2 separate regions of the Mus musculus genome follow, and region 1 is linked to region 2. The links are chromatin contacts, called in public promoter capture Hi-C maps. All regions are on one chromosome and are shown on one strand. The core of a region is the stretch at or near the end of the contact, and the rest is flanking DNA. Distances in the headings are between cores, read along the strand shown. Region 1 holds the start of Stk16 (serine/threonine kinase 16). Region 2 holds the start of Rnf25 (ring finger protein 25).

Region 1 (3,399 bases), core at 430-2,929, 610 kb before region 2:
GCCACTCTTCCTGATCCTTTGGGGGCTTTGTGTGATGTCAAGTTCACAGGGGACCCTATAGTCCTCTGAGCCCCAACTTAAGAATGGCCAAAACTAGCCAGGCAGTGGTGGCGCATGCCTTTAATCCCAGCACTTGGGAGGCAGAAGCAGGCGGATTTCTGAGTTCGAGGCCAGCCTGGTCTACAGAGTGAGTTCCAGGACAGCTAGGGCTATACAGAGAAACCCTGTCTCAAATAAACAAACAAACAAACAAAAGGCCAAACCAGGGCATGTGCTCCTAGAATGTTTATGTTTGCCTGCCCAGAGCCTCTGGTGGGGTTGCACAATGTTACAATCCCCTCTGTAAGTACAGGCTTCTCTGACCTTGAAGAAGGGCAGCAGCAGCCAGGCTTCATGCTTAGCACCTCGTTCTTTCAGAGAGTAAGCCATGAGGCGAAGGATGTTGGGATGCTGGAAGAGGCGATGCATCTCTGCCTCTCGTTGGGCTTCTTCCTGGTCTTGCTGCTCATGGCACAGGATCCGCTTCAGGGCGTAGAAGTGTCCATCATGCAAGCCCTCCACTAGGTCCACATAGCTGAATCCACTGTGGGCCAAAGGGGTCACAGTGAAGGACCATGGTCATCTCTCACATAGCTCGGACCCAGAGGAATTCCCTTAGGGAGGAGTGCCTCTTACACAGAGTGGAAACACTCCCAAGATGTAGCTCTCATATAGTTTCAAGACATTAGGATCTGCGTTTCCCGAGAGCAGGGGCACAGAAATCACTGAGGTTTTGGTCTGAGCATAATGTGTTCAATTAATTTCAAGTCCTCATGAGTCAGGCACTGGGTGACATGCTTTAAAGAATATACTATCTCACTGAGTTTCCACAAGTCCCTCAGCGAGACATTATAATCATCTCCTTTTAAGCAGAAGAAACCACAGTTGACTTAAGGTCACACAAGGTAGATCCAGGAGGCCAGAGTCTAGAATCCACTTCTTGACCCGTTCAGCTAACCGGTCAGGTGGGGTAGACTCTAAGGCTAACACTCTTGCAACTCTATCACTGTCTCTAAACGACCTGGGTCTAGCTAAGTGACGTCCAAACACTCACCCTTCCCCCAATTTCTGGACGAAGAGGTAACGCTTATTGTCAATGATGACAGTTCCCCGGGAGCAGACACACAGTGCGTGGCCCATAACGTCTCAGTCATCCTCTTCAGGGATGGTCTTCCTTCCAGGGAGAGTGGGCTCTTCCAGGCGATGCGGTGGGGTCCCGGCGGGTCATGCTGGAATGGAAACAGCAAGTCGCGGGTTCAAGAACAATCTAGACAGCCACGGAGGTACCAACCAGGAGAGCTCAGGCTCACCTCCAAGAACCCATATTCACGTCTAAAGAAAACTGGCCCTGGCGACTCCAGCGCTAAGAAGGCTGAGTTCTGGCACCCCAAAGCCTCAGGCCACGCTGCGTCTTACCAGGCCGCTTCTTTCAACCCCGGCCCACCTTCGGCCAGGTCCAGCTCTCGCACCCGTCAGGCATGGGGTGGCGGCGCAGGAGGTGCGGGGCTCGAGCCCACCTCTGGCCGAGTCCACCCTCCGTCGCTCGGGAACGAGCACAGGGTCTGCCACTACAAACTCCACACCGACCGGTCTCCGGCCTGTGCGAAGGGCCAGGGACCGGAAGCCCGGATGACATCATCAGTCCGCGTCGAAGTAACGGCCCGCTGTATCCTAGCAACAAGAGGCGGCAAGAGGATGTGGGGACCCGGAAGTGAGAGGCTGGGGCCCGGCTAGACCTGGGGTGTATTGGTTTCTCTATCTCGCCGAGGGTTCCCACTTGGCCCTCAGTAAGGGTCAAGACGCAGGGACTAGTACCAAAGGGGAGCAAAGCAGGGCTCTGCCCGAGGCCCCTAGGACCTCTGTCTCCCAATGTCAGAGGTAGGAGGTCTTATAGCTCCCGCGCGCTGGAGTTAGAAAGTGGCTTTCTACAATCTAGCTTGGAGGAGGGACCAGAGAAGGGCGGGTGCTGACCCTTAGATGCCAAGAGGTCTGACCCCTTAACACTCTCAGGGGTCTAGCCTGTACTCCACTGCCTTGGCTAGTGTCTGTGTCCTTAAACTAGAGTGCCCGTTTCTAAACCTGGTCCTAACAGTCTCCTAGCTGTGTGGCCTCCTGCAAGTTATTTAGTCTTTCAGATCCTCACTTTTCCCAGCTGTAAGACAGTACCTACGGCTAAGTGTCGTGAGTTATGAGGCCAAACTGACTAGTTCCAATCCCAGCTCTACTGAGCTAGTTGTGACTTTGGACAGCTACTTGTTATTTCTAACCTTCATTTTCCTCGTGTGTAAGATGAGAATGAGAGTTATTTCATGGGTTGTTTCAAAATTAAATGAGTTGTCTTTCGTACAACTTTGGAAACAGCCGTATATCAATGTGTGTCAATAAACAGAAATAATAGTATTTTCTACGGCTGTGAAGGCAGGAGAAGTGGAAAATTAGACTTCTAAGCCTATGAACTATGCAGTTTGTTTCACATCTCTTGCCTAGACAGGCAGAATATATTGGAAAGGGGTGTACCTCCAAAAAAGATAGTGACCAGGACAGGCTTCTTGTAACCCCTTTCCACAGCATGATCACTCTGAAGATTTTCTAGGTTTTTCCACTGTTTCTGAATCCGTTTTAACCTTACTGCTCCCGTGCATATAGATTTAACCTGATATGTGCCGGATCCTTTGCTAGTCATGAAGATTTAAGACACCCTGTCAGCCCTCCGAGAGTTCAGTTTAGAAGAGCAGGTTTGTTAAAGCACAGACTCTAATTCTAGAGGTCTGGGGTAGGACCCGAGATTCTGCGTTTCTAACAAGCTCCCAGGTGATGCTAATGGAACTGATTCGGGTTCAGCACTTCGAGAAGTAATATTTTACAAACTAGTGGACCGTGGATGGCTACAGGCAAAGTCCGGGTTAACGGCCTGAAAAGTTGAGGTGGTCTCCGCCCCTTTGCTTGATGTCGGATTCCCTCCCAGGAATCCAACACGTGACGGGTGGGAAAGCCCTCACCGAATAGAAGAACTTTGTAAGCTCAGAAGATGCCACCCGACCTGCCTTCCCTGCTGCTGCGGCTTGTGGTCCTACTGCTGCTGTCCCAGGTAAACCCAAAGGGTCGGACTGTCTGCCTGGGTGTGGGGAGAGGAAAACGGATCCCGCAGTGGAGAAATGGTTAACTACCGACAAGGCCAGTTTTAAAACTTGGCCGACACTGATCCTTACTCCGGACCTCTGCTGAGCCAGGCTTTCGCCCTTGCAGGCAGAAGCTCGCTCCTTCGTTGTGGATCGGGAACATGACAGATTCCTCCTGGATGGGGTCCCCTTCCGCTATGTTTCTGGCAGCCTGCACTACTTTCGAGTACCGCCGGTTCTG
Region 2 (3,533 bases), core at 433-2,932:
CTCTCATACTGGCTGAGCTGCCAGAGACACTCTCCATTCTGTCAGGCTGCCTCTAAGCAGCGCTGTAAGTGTGAGGTGTCCGGCTTGCATGGGCTATCACACATGCTGGGGCGGGCTTTGGTGTTACAGCTGTCTGTGAGTCATTTCTGATCCTGTAAGTAAACCGTCACTTATACTTGTTTAAGAAACCCCAATAAAACTCACTGGTGTGCTCTCTCTCTCTCTCTCTCTCTCTGTGCAAATATTTCAAGCTTTATCTTAGAGCTCCACAACTCAAGACTTATACTTCTTGATCAACTCTTAGTATAAATGTGAACACATACTTACCCCCCACCTCAACCCCCCCCCCCCCCCGGGTACTATGGATGTACTCTGGCTTTGTCAGCCCATCACTAAAGGGAAACAGTTACTGGCAAATAGATTCCTTTGATGGGACTCTGGGAGAGGTTTTCTGACCTAAGCAAAGGACTCAGCGTGAGATTTGGGGAAAGGAGAAGGAAAAGGTAAAGATGGAAGACCAGATTTCAAGGTGTTATCTTTTCTTAGGTAATACAAAGAACAGTGATCATTTTTGTCATTCAGTAGGTGTCAGGCATTGTATTAAGTGATTAAGTGTGAAACACATTTGATCCTCAGACCCTATCAATATTCCTCCATTGTACTGTTTGGGAAATGGAAGCATGGGATGTTAGGTAGTTTGTTCCTAGTTCTAAGGCTGGGATCTGATTCCAAGAAGTCAAATTTCTGGGCCTGTATACCCTAGGAAGTATGCTGGTGTCAGGGTCTAGAAATAAACACCGTGCAGCCCTTCTGTCCCACGTTTTTACTGGACACGTGGGTCACCAAATCCCATTTAAAAGATATCCTTGTCTACTACCTGAGCACTGTATTTTTTTCGGCCCTTATACACTCTCCCAAAAGAGCCTTCTCCAATCATCTCCAAAACGTGGTACTTTTCCATGGCAAGGGTTTCGGGGTCTCTCAGAAGGTAGAAAGAAGACGGTGACAAAGAGCTATAGATCCAGGGGTAGTTCCACACATCTGGGAGGCCTGGCTCATAACATGGGAGAAAGATACACGTTATCAACCTTGCTTTGTTCTATTTTTCACAATAACCAAGGCCTCAAAATCATGACCAGGGTGGAAAGATGATCAGGTCTTAGTGTCTCCAGCCCCACCCCCACCTCCCCACCCAGGTTAGGTGCCCATAGCACACCGGTGTTCCCTTTCCCCTCTCCACCAGCGATGCTCACACGCTCCTTCTATACTCTCCCAGGTTCCTGACACCCTCAGCTTGCCCAGCACCGCCACTCTGGCCCCGAGCAGAGGTCCCCTAACTTGCTCCCAGTCTAGACGCTCCAAGCTCCCCAGGCTGAGTTCAGGCTAGTTGCTCGGGGCCTCCCAGCTGCCTGCGTTACTTTTCTCCATTCCTCATTGATGCTCTCGTTAGTTTCCCCACTCTTACCAGTTTTACTCCCTGGAACTGATTAGAAGTTTAAAGGACAAAGCTCTCAGAGGTGTGTGACAGATGCGAACCGCCCATTGGCACTTTGTAGGGCACTTCTGTCGCTTGGCTAGCAGGCCCCACAAAGGATCTAGAGTCTTCAGTTGCCTAGAAACGGCGTCAGCTTTCTTTTACTCCGCCCCGCCCTAGTTTTCCGCCTCTAACTTCCCAAAAGGTGTTTCCGGTTCCGGCCAAGAGCCGGAGAAGACATGGCGGCGTCTGCGTCGACAGCTGCTGGGGAAGAGGACTGGTAACTTTGGGTCATAGGTTTTGGCTGGCTGCCTGGATCTGGTGCCGGGAACTAGCAACAGCTTCGGACCGTCCGAACCACGGGCATAAAGGGTGGATCAAGGGGCGAGGGATAGAAGAGACATCCTTTCGTAGGCGAGCTACTGGACCGGGAACGGAGGGAGGAGGGACGCTGATCTGAGAAGGGACTGGGTCTACGGCGGCCTTGCCAGCTGGGCCCACGCCTTATCGACCCCATTGCTCCCTACTACGGGCCTACCCCTCCCCACTTCTCCCTGATGTGATTTTTCTGGGCCCTGGAGGATGGCTTCTCATCACACCTCCCGCCTCTCGGAACGGACGCCCTCCTCGTGCCCCTAGGATCCTGCCCCTTGGACCAGTCCATTTCTGCCTACGCGTTCCTCAATCTTCCCATATTCCTGATAGCACTAATAACTATTGTCAGAAAAGCCTTACTCCCCTCATAAGCTCTCCTATTCTCTCGAGCATTCTTAATAAGAAACCAAAAGCCTTTAAAGACTTTGGGTTTTGGACATAAGATAAAAATGTGCTCACTCCATATTTAATTAGCTTGATGTGATGCTGACCAAACCAGCTAGCTCCTGCGAGTCAGTGTCAGCTATTAAAAAAAAAAAAAAGTGGGTGTGGCATTACCTCATAGAGTAGTTGGGAAGATGGATCACCATGGATTCGTAATATCCATAGGCCTGCTTTTCATTAATTGCTGAAGTATAAAACCTCAAGAGACCAAAGGACATCTGTCTGAGTTAAGGCCTTATACTGTTAGTATTAGGACAGCCTATTTCGGACCCCCATCCCCACCCCACCCCCACCTCCACCTGTAACCTATGACCTTATTTACATTTAGGTCTGTATCTTACATCCAAGGCTCAGGTGACCTAAGGTGGGCAAAGTACTGAAGGAAGTCTTAACTGAGACTGCACCTCTGTGTTCCGTTGGTTTAGGGAGCCCAGCCAGACTAGTGCTTTTCACTGTTGTGAGTGACTTCTAAGATTATGAAGGGACACCTGAGCCATGACAGAGTAGCAGTGGCTGCATTGGTCTATAGCAGCCAGAATGTCTTTTAGTAGTAGTAGTAGTAGTAGTAGTAGTAGTAGTAGTAGTAGTAGTAGTAGTAAAATAAGCTTTAAGAAGAATGCTAATAATAACCATCACTATAGAAATGATACTGGGGTGTGCTTCCTCTAGATGGAGAGGAAATGTATAAGAAAGTGGATACAGGTTTCATATCACCTGGGTAGGGCTGTGGACAATCACTCTTCTTGGATGTCATTACAGCTGTTTTTTCTATGTTTAAATGTGAACCCTCTGATTTATATCGGGGCCATGAACTCTGATCAGGGCTAACTAGGCATCCAGGGTTATGTGCACACTCAGTCCTCAGACTGCCCTTCTCGGTTTCCTTTTAAAGGGAGGGGGTAGATCACCTAGACTAGATACTGTGTCTCAGACATTTGTGCACTTTATATAAACAAATCATTTATCTCTTACAGTAGCCCTAGTGAGTATGCTCTATTATCACTAGGTGGTAGACAGTGTAACTCAGGTTTCTAAATATAAGTAACCTGACCACATAGCTTGGTAAGTAGTTTCTGCTCTACTATTAGCTACAAGGCTTATGACTCTTTCTAATGCAATATAGCTTTTATACTACCTAGACCTGTTCAACCTGATATGTCCTTTGAGGATGCTTAGACTGGCTGGTGCTGGCAAGGTTATTGGCAGTACTCAGAACACAGGGATCCATGCTAAACAGTTG

Evidence for each region. Capture Hi-C pulls out chosen DNA fragments and counts their contacts.
Region 1: a contact with region 2 is called in a promoter capture Hi-C map of adipose tissue. The contact joins the promoter of Stk16 here to the promoter of Rnf25 in region 2. A contact is called at or near these places in 3 of 39 promoter capture datasets (the C10 cell line, the HPC-7 cell line and pre-B cells), 1 of 115 datasets of contacts at active chromatin or transcription factors (effector CD8 T cells) and 1 of 9 other capture datasets (adipose tissue).

The regions. Positions count from the first base shown.
Region 1 is chr1:75,209,109-75,212,507 of GRCm38.p6, reverse strand. It overlaps Stk16 (serine/threonine kinase 16), which reads right to left and starts at 1,679. Exons shown (of 8, transcript NM_011494.5): 1 at 1,456-1,679; 2 at 1,094-1,268; 3 at 364-583. The coding sequence starts at 1,179. Glb1l (galactosidase, beta 1-like) reads left to right here and starts at 1,753. Exons shown (of 17, transcript NM_029010.2): 1 at 1,753-1,917; 2 at 3,005-3,127; 3 at 3,286-3,399. The coding sequence starts at 3,068.
Region 2 is chr1:74,599,546-74,603,078 of GRCm38.p6, reverse strand. Rnf25 (ring finger protein 25) reads left to right here and starts at 1,682. Exons shown (of 10, transcript NM_021313.3): 1 at 1,682-1,754. The coding sequence starts at 1,714. Stk36 (serine/threonine kinase 36) reads right to left here and starts at 1,624. Exons shown (of 27, transcript NM_175031.3): 1 at 1,466-1,624; 2 at 878-1,050. The coding sequence starts at 961.